Linked DNA regions of Zea mays: all the other regions are linked to region 2. The links are chromatin contacts, called in public Hi-C maps. All regions are on one chromosome and are shown on one strand. Each heading gives the region's core, a stretch centred on a gene start, on an enhancer-like site or on the middle of the called end of the contact. The rest is flanking DNA. Distances are from core to core; before and after follow the strand shown.

Region 1 (3,303 bases), core at 499-2,998, 270 kb after region 2:
ATTCCTCAGTATTTAGTTCAAACTTCAAACATGGAAAATCCACATCATCATGACTCGAGGTCACTGTCCTACCAACCTGCGGTCATATTCATAATTAGTGGACCTAGTTGGCCCTGGCATTCTCTTACTTCCTTTTATTGGGAACCATCCCTTTCTCCAGTGCCAGCAGGACCCAAGACATGAAGGTGAGTAGCATGCAAAGTATCAAGATCCAATCATTGCAAAGCAGAAGTGCTAATAATAAGTGTATTTCGAGTTTTCGACCAGATGAACTTTCGTTAAAACTTGCACTAGGGTAATCCCAAGCCCTATTCACTCCTAATGGATGAGATTTGATGAATTAAATTACTACAATTTGATAAATCTACATATAACTTACTATCAATGCTTGTTGAGCATTGAAGGATTTGAGAATATACGTGGTCATAGATGGATTTGAGAGAAGGATGGTGTCATTATTAGATCCAATATGAAAAGTATCATGAGTCAATAAGTTATTATACAACCCCCCATGTACTTCGGACAACAGTGTTTTATTGGCATATCCAAAAGATGTGCTAGATTTGTTCAGAAGGCGTGATCCTGCCATCAGAGAAGTGTGCACGTGACGGCACGTAGGGCTGAGTGTAATGATTCATGTAGGAAATGGTGCCCTGATACGAAAACATCATATTAAGTGCCTCTAAGTAAACTTCTAGCAACACAACGCGTTTGCGTGGAAGAGGTGACCCCAGGATCACTTTCTCGGAACCCCCCTGACCAAACTACCTCTGGATTCGGGCAGACGCTCCAAGGGAGAACATAGTACTCTCCCAGATACTGAAGCCGAAATAGGGAGCGTGCACGGAGCAGGATGCACGGGATGAGTAAGAATGAGATTGATTTTGCACATTGTGAAACAATAAACAGTAAGGTTAGCAAACCTTAGCGCACACGAACGTCACACTGTCCAAAATCCGAAGCCAAGTCCCAAGTGCAAAACCACAGAACAAAGACAACTTCACGGTGGACAAAAAGCATGCAATCCCCAGAACTTCTGCTAGCCCCCTCTGCAGTGCCCACTGCCCCCCCCCCCCCAAATCCCAAGTGCATTTTGAAACGAAAGGGGCGTAGAGGAGAAGATCAGGAAGCAGGAAAGGACCTCAAATGCAAAATGCCAGCCAGGTACCTCGCGCTGGCTGCAGCCGCGGAAGAAGGCGGAGCGGCTGTTTGTTGGCTTTGGCTCCGGGTCGGGGGACTGCAGAGCGCGGAGGCGACTCGGCACTCAAGTAGAGGAGGAAGCAAGCGGCGACGCAGCGCGCCGACCGCCGAGGGCCAGGAAAAATATCGCCCACGTGACAGGCGGCGTGCGCCCCGCCTAGTGGCTAGCGCACGGGCGCCACACAATCGCTGCACCGGCCGCTGCCCGCATCACCAGCACGGCGGCCACCGCACATGGTGACATGGGGTGGTGGGCCGCGGGCGCCTCACCAGCAGCGTACCCGCACCGGCCCGCGACTGCGTTCGATCGGAGGCGAATATGCCGAGGCAAAAGGTGAGATGTGAGGCAAGGGCAAGTGGGGGCCTCGGGGCGGGCAGGCGGCACGAGGGCCGTCGGTTCGTCCCTGGGCCCAGCAGCGGAAAAGGGCCTAGAATTCGTGGTCTTCCCCGTGCGCGGCAGGGGCGCGGGGGAAGTGGTGGGGAGCGTGAGCCGTTGGTTCCGGAGGCGGGAAAAGGCGATGTGCGCCGGCGTCGGTTAGCGGCAGGCAGCCACGGAGGGCGGCGTGTCGGAGGGACACGAGGAAACGACGCCACATGTGCTGGGACGGACCCCCCACGATGGTTTGAACTTTTAATTATTTCTGCCCTCAAAAAGGTACTGCGATTTTATTTCTTTCTCCTACAAAAAGATAATAAATCCGGACGAAAATGCTCCACCAGAAAGAGTTTTATCTGCCAAATGTGGCGCTAAACCACACGAGGCGAGCATATGGCAGCGTCATAGGACTTTTATATAGGGTGTGTCAATAACAAAAATATATATATATACAATTCTATTGAATGCAGATATAATTTTATAGTAAATTTATTAAACAATTCGATAAATAGATATAAAGTTTAACATTGAACAATTAAGCACTGAAAAATATAGTGAATTAGAAATCAACAAGATAAAAATTAATAATAAAATATATATCCACATGTATTAATTAGTCAGGTGTTGTTTGTTGGATGAGGTGTGGCGGGCTAGCTGTTGGGAAGTTGGAACTTGGAAGCCGGGAGCTCCAGGCTCCAACGCACTGGCGCAGCCACACAACACAAGCAGTTGGGCACAGCGGCGACACTGGTGCGTCTCGGTGCCTGAGACTCACTGCAACGCATGCCTCTTCACCTTCCCTACGCTAAAATTGTTCATCGTTTAGGGGCTACAGTCTCCCCCTTCCTCGCGCAGCGGTGAGCGCTACCCTCTCCCCTTCCTCGCGACGCTCTTCTCTCTCACGCCAGATGCAGGGGTTCACTGTAGCCGCCCCCTCGCCTTCTTCGCGCGGAAGGAGCCGCCCGCGCCAGACACCGGAAACATCTCGCTCCACCTCACTCCGTCTCCACTCGTCCGCGGAAGGGCGATTTTTCGAGGCGACGCGGCGGCGGATCTCCCGTCGGCCGGTGGAGTCGGCACCGGCCCCGCTCGGGTGCGCAGAAGACGAAGTCGACGTCGTCAGCACGCAGTGCCGTTCGCGACCGAAGACGAAGAGGGGTAAAATCCGCTTCCGCCGAGGTTTCTCGCGACCGATTAGTTGGCTTCCGTCTCCGACCATCAACGGCGCCATCAGATCCAGACGGATCCCCTTCGATTCGACTTGGTGGGCAGTAAATCTCCCCTTCTTAAGGTATTTTGCTTTACAACTCCACGGCAAATCATTTTCTATTTCCCGATTGATTTACAACTCCAGTCGTATTTTGTTTGATTCGCCGTCTTGCGGCCCAGATCCATCCCTACTAGAGGTATAGCATCTTCTACCCCATCAAACGAAAACTTCAGTGAGGATAAATGTACATTACCACTGAAGCTGTGTTAAAAAATCGTAATTTTTGTTGCCAAGCCCATAGGAGTTTAGCAGATCCAGACAACTGTTCTAGGTATGAAGTTAGGAAGTTTTTCATCCTGTGATTTAGGCGCCTGGTATACCAGAAGTATAACATTAGGCATGCCAGCAATTATATGTACCTTGTGGTGTTGATTGGACTGTTCTTCATGTTTTCATACTGAAGACAATGTATTTGTGCAATTTATGTGCAATGTTACCCTTTCGCACTATATGAGTA
Region 2 (3,375 bases), core at 354-2,853:
TTTCTGGTACTTTTATGTATCCTGGTATTATTGCCTATACACACATCTATATGTTTGGATAAGCATGAAAAACTAGATTGGTAGAAAGGCAACCATAGTTTTAGGCGCTCTAGGAGCATCAATTCCAAGTTCTAATAGTAATGCTTATATCCACATGATTTTTGTGGAAGCATTAGCATTAAATTTGTACTAATCATCTATAATAGACTTTGACGTGTTGGCTTGTTTACATGAACTTCAGGACACAAGATCTTCTTGTTAGCCTTGATCTGCTAGTTTCTTCAACTATGCTAGCTCTTTGATGTGCATCAAATGATTTGTTGGGTGATTCCTCTTTTCATCGTATCATCTATTGGTCACTATCTTCCTGGCCCATTTACATATGACTCCATTATATAATATATAATGGGCCTAATCGAGATAATTTCTTCTTTGTTTTAACTCAAATGTTGATCAAACTTTTAACCTTGCATGGCTAGGTCCCATTATAACATATCTTTAGCATAGATGTTAGCCCTAAGATTATGTTGTCATCTAAATGGCTAGAACTAAAAGATGTTATCTTAGGCATATGATCTTTATGAAGCTCATTGTTGTGGTTGAGCGGCCTAAGGCTTCCACCATCATTGTGATCTTCTACGCCAGCACACCAAATTGCCTAAGGTTTTTTAAATATGCTATTGTGTTTTCCTTTTTTGACAAAAAATAATCCTTTGACATTTGATCGTCAACTCTCCAAGGACAAGATTGTTGTTGCAAGCCCTTCGAATAGTGACAAGCTATCTTCCCATTTGCCACCAATATAGTATGTGTCCATTCATTTTATTGATCCTAAGAAAGAAGAGAAGAGAAGACACTGGATGTTGAGCTGCCAACGCTAGGGTGGGGTTACGCCACTATAGTTGGCTCTCTATGAAGCTTCAAGGGGGTTTCTGTAAAATGGTGAGGTTATCAAATTTTACCTCCATGTTGAATTTCAATTTACATCAAGTAACTAGTAATAAAATACCCAAACATGATAACTATTTAGAGATGACAAGTTAGATAGTGGGTCAAATTTCTAAAATCCTTAGGGCATTTCTAAAAATAGACAATGTCACATTCCATAGTACTTAGAAGACACCAATGCGAATTATCTCAAATGAGCAGATAGAAGGAGGTTTTAATAAACCTACTATACTAATGTTGTATATCTCTTCTTGGTGGTGCTTAAGATAAATATGCACCATTATTTTTTGGATAGAGTTAAGCATTGCCAAAAGAAACTATAACTCCTGGTGAATCATATAAGAAGTTGTGAAATAGTGCTAGTTATGACAACCAAGAATGAAGCATGCCATAATAAACCACATAAAGATATAAATTCCATATGTGATGATATCTATATTATTCAATGAAATTAATGTATCTTTTTTAGTAGTATGCATATAGTACTATATCAATTAGTAACTGATAGCTTCTAGATATTATATTGTATTGTATTAATATACAACTATATTTAGAGTTTGAACTTTTTATGGGCAGTTTAGTAATTTACATGGCCATAAACGTCGTTAAATACGCGTAGGCACCCGTATCATTTTTCATCCCCAGAGCACTTGCTCGTCGCACCGCTACTATTCTAATTTTCAAGAGCCATACTCCGATAGTTTTCTCTTCTTGGTTTCGGCAAAGGGAACGAAGGCTTACCTCAAAGGTATCTATTGACCACCTTTCACATTTTAATTTGTGTTTTTAAGTTAGACTTTTCTGTGGCATTGTAAAATAACCATGGGATGTTTGTTTAACTACATCGCGTGGTTATAATTCTCTACAGTTAATATGTGATAAATTGAACCCTAACCTACTAGTACAAACGTAGTAGCCTACACCGATTGAGGCTTTCCCCAACCCTCTAACGCATAAGTGGCCACTCTAGGCAAGAGGAAGCCATTGAGATCGAGCCGGAAAATAACCCCTCGTTTTGGCCTGCTCTATCATAGTAAGGCCTCGTGCAGTTATTCCTATTCTATATGGATTGGATGACATTAAAAAAGTTAGTAATAATTTTGACTTACTAGAGATTTAAATACATTCAATCCTGTGCAATCAACATGGATTGAAATCAAAACGAACGGGCTCTAAAGTGAAAAATGAGTTGAGAACGGGAAGGATATGACATGTTAACTTTTCTGTGTGTGTAACGCTTGGGTGTTAGCTGTGTACCTCCTATATTAGCTGTCATGTTAGGAGCTGTGTACCTCCTATATTAGCTGGCATGTTAGGCTTATGTATTTTTTTTAAAAATTCATATGAGTTGTTTATCATGCATATAATGTGAGCATCTTGTAACCGTGCTAACTAATATTATAGAAAACCATAGTTTGATAACAATGTCATGTACACATATAATTGTCTCCCGTGTCTTTTATATCTCATCCCTTATTTCAAACTTCACTCTGTAAACAGTGTAAATCCCCTATTTTACACGATATGTTGTCACGAGACATGTATAACCTAAAGTCACGGTTACCAGGACGTGTTTATGACATCACTTGTTTAACGGTCTTTCTTTCTGTCTTTATTTACAATTTGAACTAATTCATAAAATAGAAAGAAAATCGACGGTTCCCATTTATTTGAACCCGTTACCTCCTACTAGTCGGTAACCGAAGAAGCATTGATTACACCTTTTAATCTTCTACTAGTACTACTACAAGGTAACCCATGGAGAAAGAAGAGCAGCAGGCCAATGATTATACCGACGAGGACACTGATTACACTGATGATGAGGAGGAGGACTACAACGACGACGAGGACTACACTCCAGAGCCCGAGACGGCGTCCAAACGCCAGAAGCGCCACACCCTGGAGCAGATTCGGGAACTCAGAGCGTAATACAGTAGAACCGAGAAAGAATTAATCGATTAATGCCTTCATGGTTTACTCTGGATTTTTTTTAAAAAAATGCTTGAGTACTACGCTTACATCTACAGTATCCTGTGCTGTGCTGTGCTGTGCAGTGCATACCAACGGTGTGACCACCCAGATGCGCCGACACGCCGCGCGCTCGGCGCAAAGATTGGCCTGGAGGGCAGGCAGGTGCAGTACTGGTTCCAGAACCAACGCTCCCAGACGCAGGTCAGATCACCACCGTCACCAGTCACACACAAGCACCACGTTTTCCATGCATGCACGACCAAATGTGTACAACGAATTGGCAGTCACGAGTTTCTTCGTGCATGCAGGCGAAGGCCCTGGCGCAGAACAACAGGGTGGTCCAGCAGGAGAACGCCGCGCTGATGGCCGAGAACGCGTCGCTCCGGCACGCCATACTGACCGGGTCCTGCCTCGCATGCGGCGGCGCGACGACGGCGGCGGCGCCCGCCGAGCTGC
Region 3 (3,382 bases), core at 867-3,366, 260 kb before region 2:
CATCGTCTGGCTCAATAAATTTATCTTCAAATTTAAAAGTGTACTTAAATCTGACGAGTCCACCTTCGTCGGCCTTTTTAACGATTTCTTGTGGCATTTCCCATTTCTCCGCAAGCGGCCACACCCTGAAGGCAATATGCTCTTGTACTAAGTCCCTTGTTCCTATAAAAGAGCAGACAACGCCGAAGGCTCTTTGGCACTCTTCGGCGGCTTCGTTCATTTCAACCTTCGGCCTCCGAAGGCCGAAGCTTTGCCAAATAGGACGCATAATTATACCTTTGATGTCTTCTCGTACTGATAAGTCATTCTTCACATAAAACCATTCTGTCATCCAATCCCCGGGCCATCTCTTCCGAAAGGTTGGTACGGGACAGCTTGCCCCGGACCGAGAGACGAAGCTGTAGCAGCCAAAGTTGTTATGGTACTGTTCTTTGCCCCAAGGTTTTGTTTCATATAATAATTCATGAACATTACAGAAGCTTCTTGCGTCAGGCTTCAGACCTTGGCTTCTCGTGGCCCACACGAAGATATTTAGCCTTATAATAGCCTCTGGAGTAAGTTGATGAAGATAGACTTCGAAGATTTTCAACACCTCCACGACGAAGCTGCTCAAGGGGAATCGCAATCCGGCTTTCAAAAAGCTTCGGTACACCACAACTTCATTTTCTTCAGGGTGTGGACAAGTCTTTTCCCCTTCGTCCGCCCTCACAATGGACAGATCCCGGAAATACCTTCCTCTCATATTAACAAGATGATTCTCTTTGATAGTTGATTTACCATAAACTGAATGGCTTGGTCGCCAGGGGCGATCTTCGGAGTCTTCGCCACCGCTGTCCACATCATAACTTTCACTGTCACCAGTATCTTCAGACAGCCCTTCCAGAATTTCCCTGGTGATCTTTTCTGTGTTGGTCTTCGACATTGCTATAAGAAACCCTAAGTTCTTCTCTTCATCAAGACTCAGCTTCATTTCAGCAGCAGCCTTCTTAGCAGCTTCAGACATCTTCGGAAACACTAAAAAACTGTTTTCAAAGCCGAAGCTTCAAAGCTAAAAGCTTAGCAGATCACAGTGCACGAGAGCTAAAAAATGAGTGAGCAAGAGTGGTTGGCCAGAAAGCGTGCAAAATAAGTTTGCGGTATGGCCGTATTTATACGCTTGATGCGTTGAAAGTTGAAAGACCCCACTTGTCATTGAATGTTGCTATTCTAGCAAAGGGAAGGTGTTTTTTCGGACCTTCGGCATAAAGCCTTCGTTCATGTCGCAATCTGAATTTATTATTTCAAACAAATTAATATTGCGAGGGGCTACTGTTGGGGGCCTTCGTCCTCCGAAGGTCCTCAAAAACATGATTTAACAATGTTTTCCAAGTAGATTATGTGAACAGGTACCTTCGGACTCAGAATTACGAACATGAAGTGCGGTCAGGACGAAGCCTGAACCAGACGAAGGACGGGCTGATTACCAAGCTCCACGAAGGATGGTGCACAGCCGAAGCTGTGCGCAGGGAAGCTTCGTCGCGATAGCAGAGAGGGGAACCGACTTAAAGATGAAAAGACTACGTGGACCTTGTCAGGTTTCCATAAGTCATTGACAAATGTAATGGACATAAATGTAATTTTACGTGGGCTGTGTCCCGCGTCTATAAATAGATGAACAGTACTCCCGTACTGTTCACGCTGACTTGGCATTTTGCTTTTGCGTCACGCTTGTACTTTTTATCTTCTCTCAGGACCGAAGGTACATTTGTAATTTGAAATCATTTCTATTTTTCCATGTTAATAAAATAGAAATGATCCTATGATGATGCTTATATTATATTTCATGCTTTATATGAATCCTTCGTCATTACTTGTTATGTTTACGAAGGTATGTTTCTTATGATCTTCGTCCGAAACTCATTATTTCCCGAAGGGACATAATGCTTCGAAGGACGAAGGACTTTAACACTTAACACTTTTTATGTTGCCTTGTTCTTAATTCGAAGCATTTAAGAACAAGTCCCCAACAGGAGGATCCCACGACGCACGCCATGACAAAGACCACATACCATATGCCGGCCGGCCGGCAGGCCAAGCCGGCCTCGACCTATACGTACGTCTTGCCTATTTTTTTCCCCAAGAACAAGAAGATCACAGTCAAAAGGTGCTACTTACTATACACGCACAAAAATACATCGAGCACCATGGCATCTCCAACCCGTCAGGCACCAGCACCGCCACCCTTCCTCGTTACTCCCATCATGCTGATGCTGTGGCTGCTGCTCGCTTCCTCGCACACGCGCGGCGCCATGGCCGCGACGCCCAACACGGAGGCGCTCTCGGTGCTGTGCAATGGCGCGTCCTACGGCGCCGGGGACCCCTTCGCGACGAGCCTAACGTTCGTGCTGTCGGAGCTGTTGTCCGCCACGCCGGTCCGGGCAGGCCACGACTTCTACGACATCTCCCCGTACCCGGCCGCCTTCGCGTACGGGCACGCCGCGTGCCGGGCGGCGCTGTCCGCCGCGGACTGCGCTGCCTGCCTCCGCTCCGCCGTGAGCCAGATGGACGCCTCCTGCGGGTACAGCGTCGGTGCCAGGGCCGTGCTCGTGGACTGCAGCGTGCGCTACGAGCAGTACGCGTTCGTGGATTGATTCGTCAGTAGATTTCTAGCTCCTTTCGATTTGTATGTAGTTCTGTGTGGTTTGGTTTCTCGCGTTGGTGTTGCTGCCCAAATGTATGCTCGCGCGCAGGTGATTTGCCAAACCCTTATCTTCTATCCAGCCACGCACCTCCCGAATGATTTGCATGATAAAATCGTACTGTACGAGCTAAGAAATTGACCGATACAACTGAGCAATCTAGTCGGTCATGAAGGTGCTTGCTAATAGACACAAACGATTCATTCTATATTTGTATTTTCTCAGGAATTTAAAACTTTGATCAATATTCAGTTAAATACAAATAAATTTATCAAACAAACTATTGTTCTATAATTTATATGTAAAAGGACAAAAACATAGCATATATAATCGACCCATTATTTATATAAACAGCTTATGGCATTTTTTTTCTTCCTTTTCTCATGACGACCCGTACCACATTCCTCGAACGTACAGTAAAATGCCCTCAAATACTAAGCAAATAAGTCCTCGACTCAAACGTCCAATTTGTAGAATTTTTAGATCGAGTTTGTAAGAACTCTACAAATATAAAATTCCCTAGAAATAAAACAAAAGTTAAATGTTTTTAATAAACACATCCTGGCCTCGGGAGGAACTCAGTCTAGCCCATTTCCTTACCTGGTATTCTCTTGGCCTTGCACGGCCTGCGGGCTGACCTCTCTCTCCCTCTCTATTCATACTAGCAGTGGCCCAACCATTTTATCGAATCAGTTTTGTGTTCT

Evidence for each region. Hi-C and Micro-C count contacts between places; a contact is called where the count stands out from the background.
Region 1: a contact with region 2 is called in a Hi-C map of tassel, with 2.5 times the contacts expected there. The contact joins the promoter of LOC100125638 here to the promoter of LOC100383907 in region 2. A contact is called at or near these places in 2 of 25 Hi-C or Micro-C datasets (ear and tassel).
Region 3: a contact with region 2 is called in a Hi-C map of tassel, with 4 times the contacts expected there. The contact joins the promoter of LOC100277789 here to the promoter of LOC100383907 in region 2. A contact is called at or near these places in 2 of 25 Hi-C or Micro-C datasets (ear and tassel).

The regions. Positions count from the first base shown.
Region 1 is chr7:35,893,187-35,896,489 of Zm-B73-REFERENCE-NAM-5.0, forward strand. LOC100125638 (granule bound starch synthase IIa precursor) reads right to left here and starts at 1,749. Exons shown (of 14, transcript NM_001347904.1): 1 at 1,142-1,749.
Region 2 is chr7:35,625,304-35,628,678 of Zm-B73-REFERENCE-NAM-5.0, forward strand. It overlaps LOC100383907, which reads left to right and starts at 1,604. Exons shown (of 9, transcript NM_001362227.1): 1 at 1,604-1,696; 2 at 2,688-2,873; 3 at 3,003-3,120; 4 at 3,228-3,375. The coding sequence starts at 2,707.
Region 3 is chr7:35,361,543-35,364,924 of Zm-B73-REFERENCE-NAM-5.0, forward strand. It overlaps LOC100277789, which reads left to right and starts at 2,117. Exons shown (of 1, transcript NM_001151269.2): 1 at 2,117-2,745. The coding sequence starts at 2,184. The coding sequence ends at 2,630.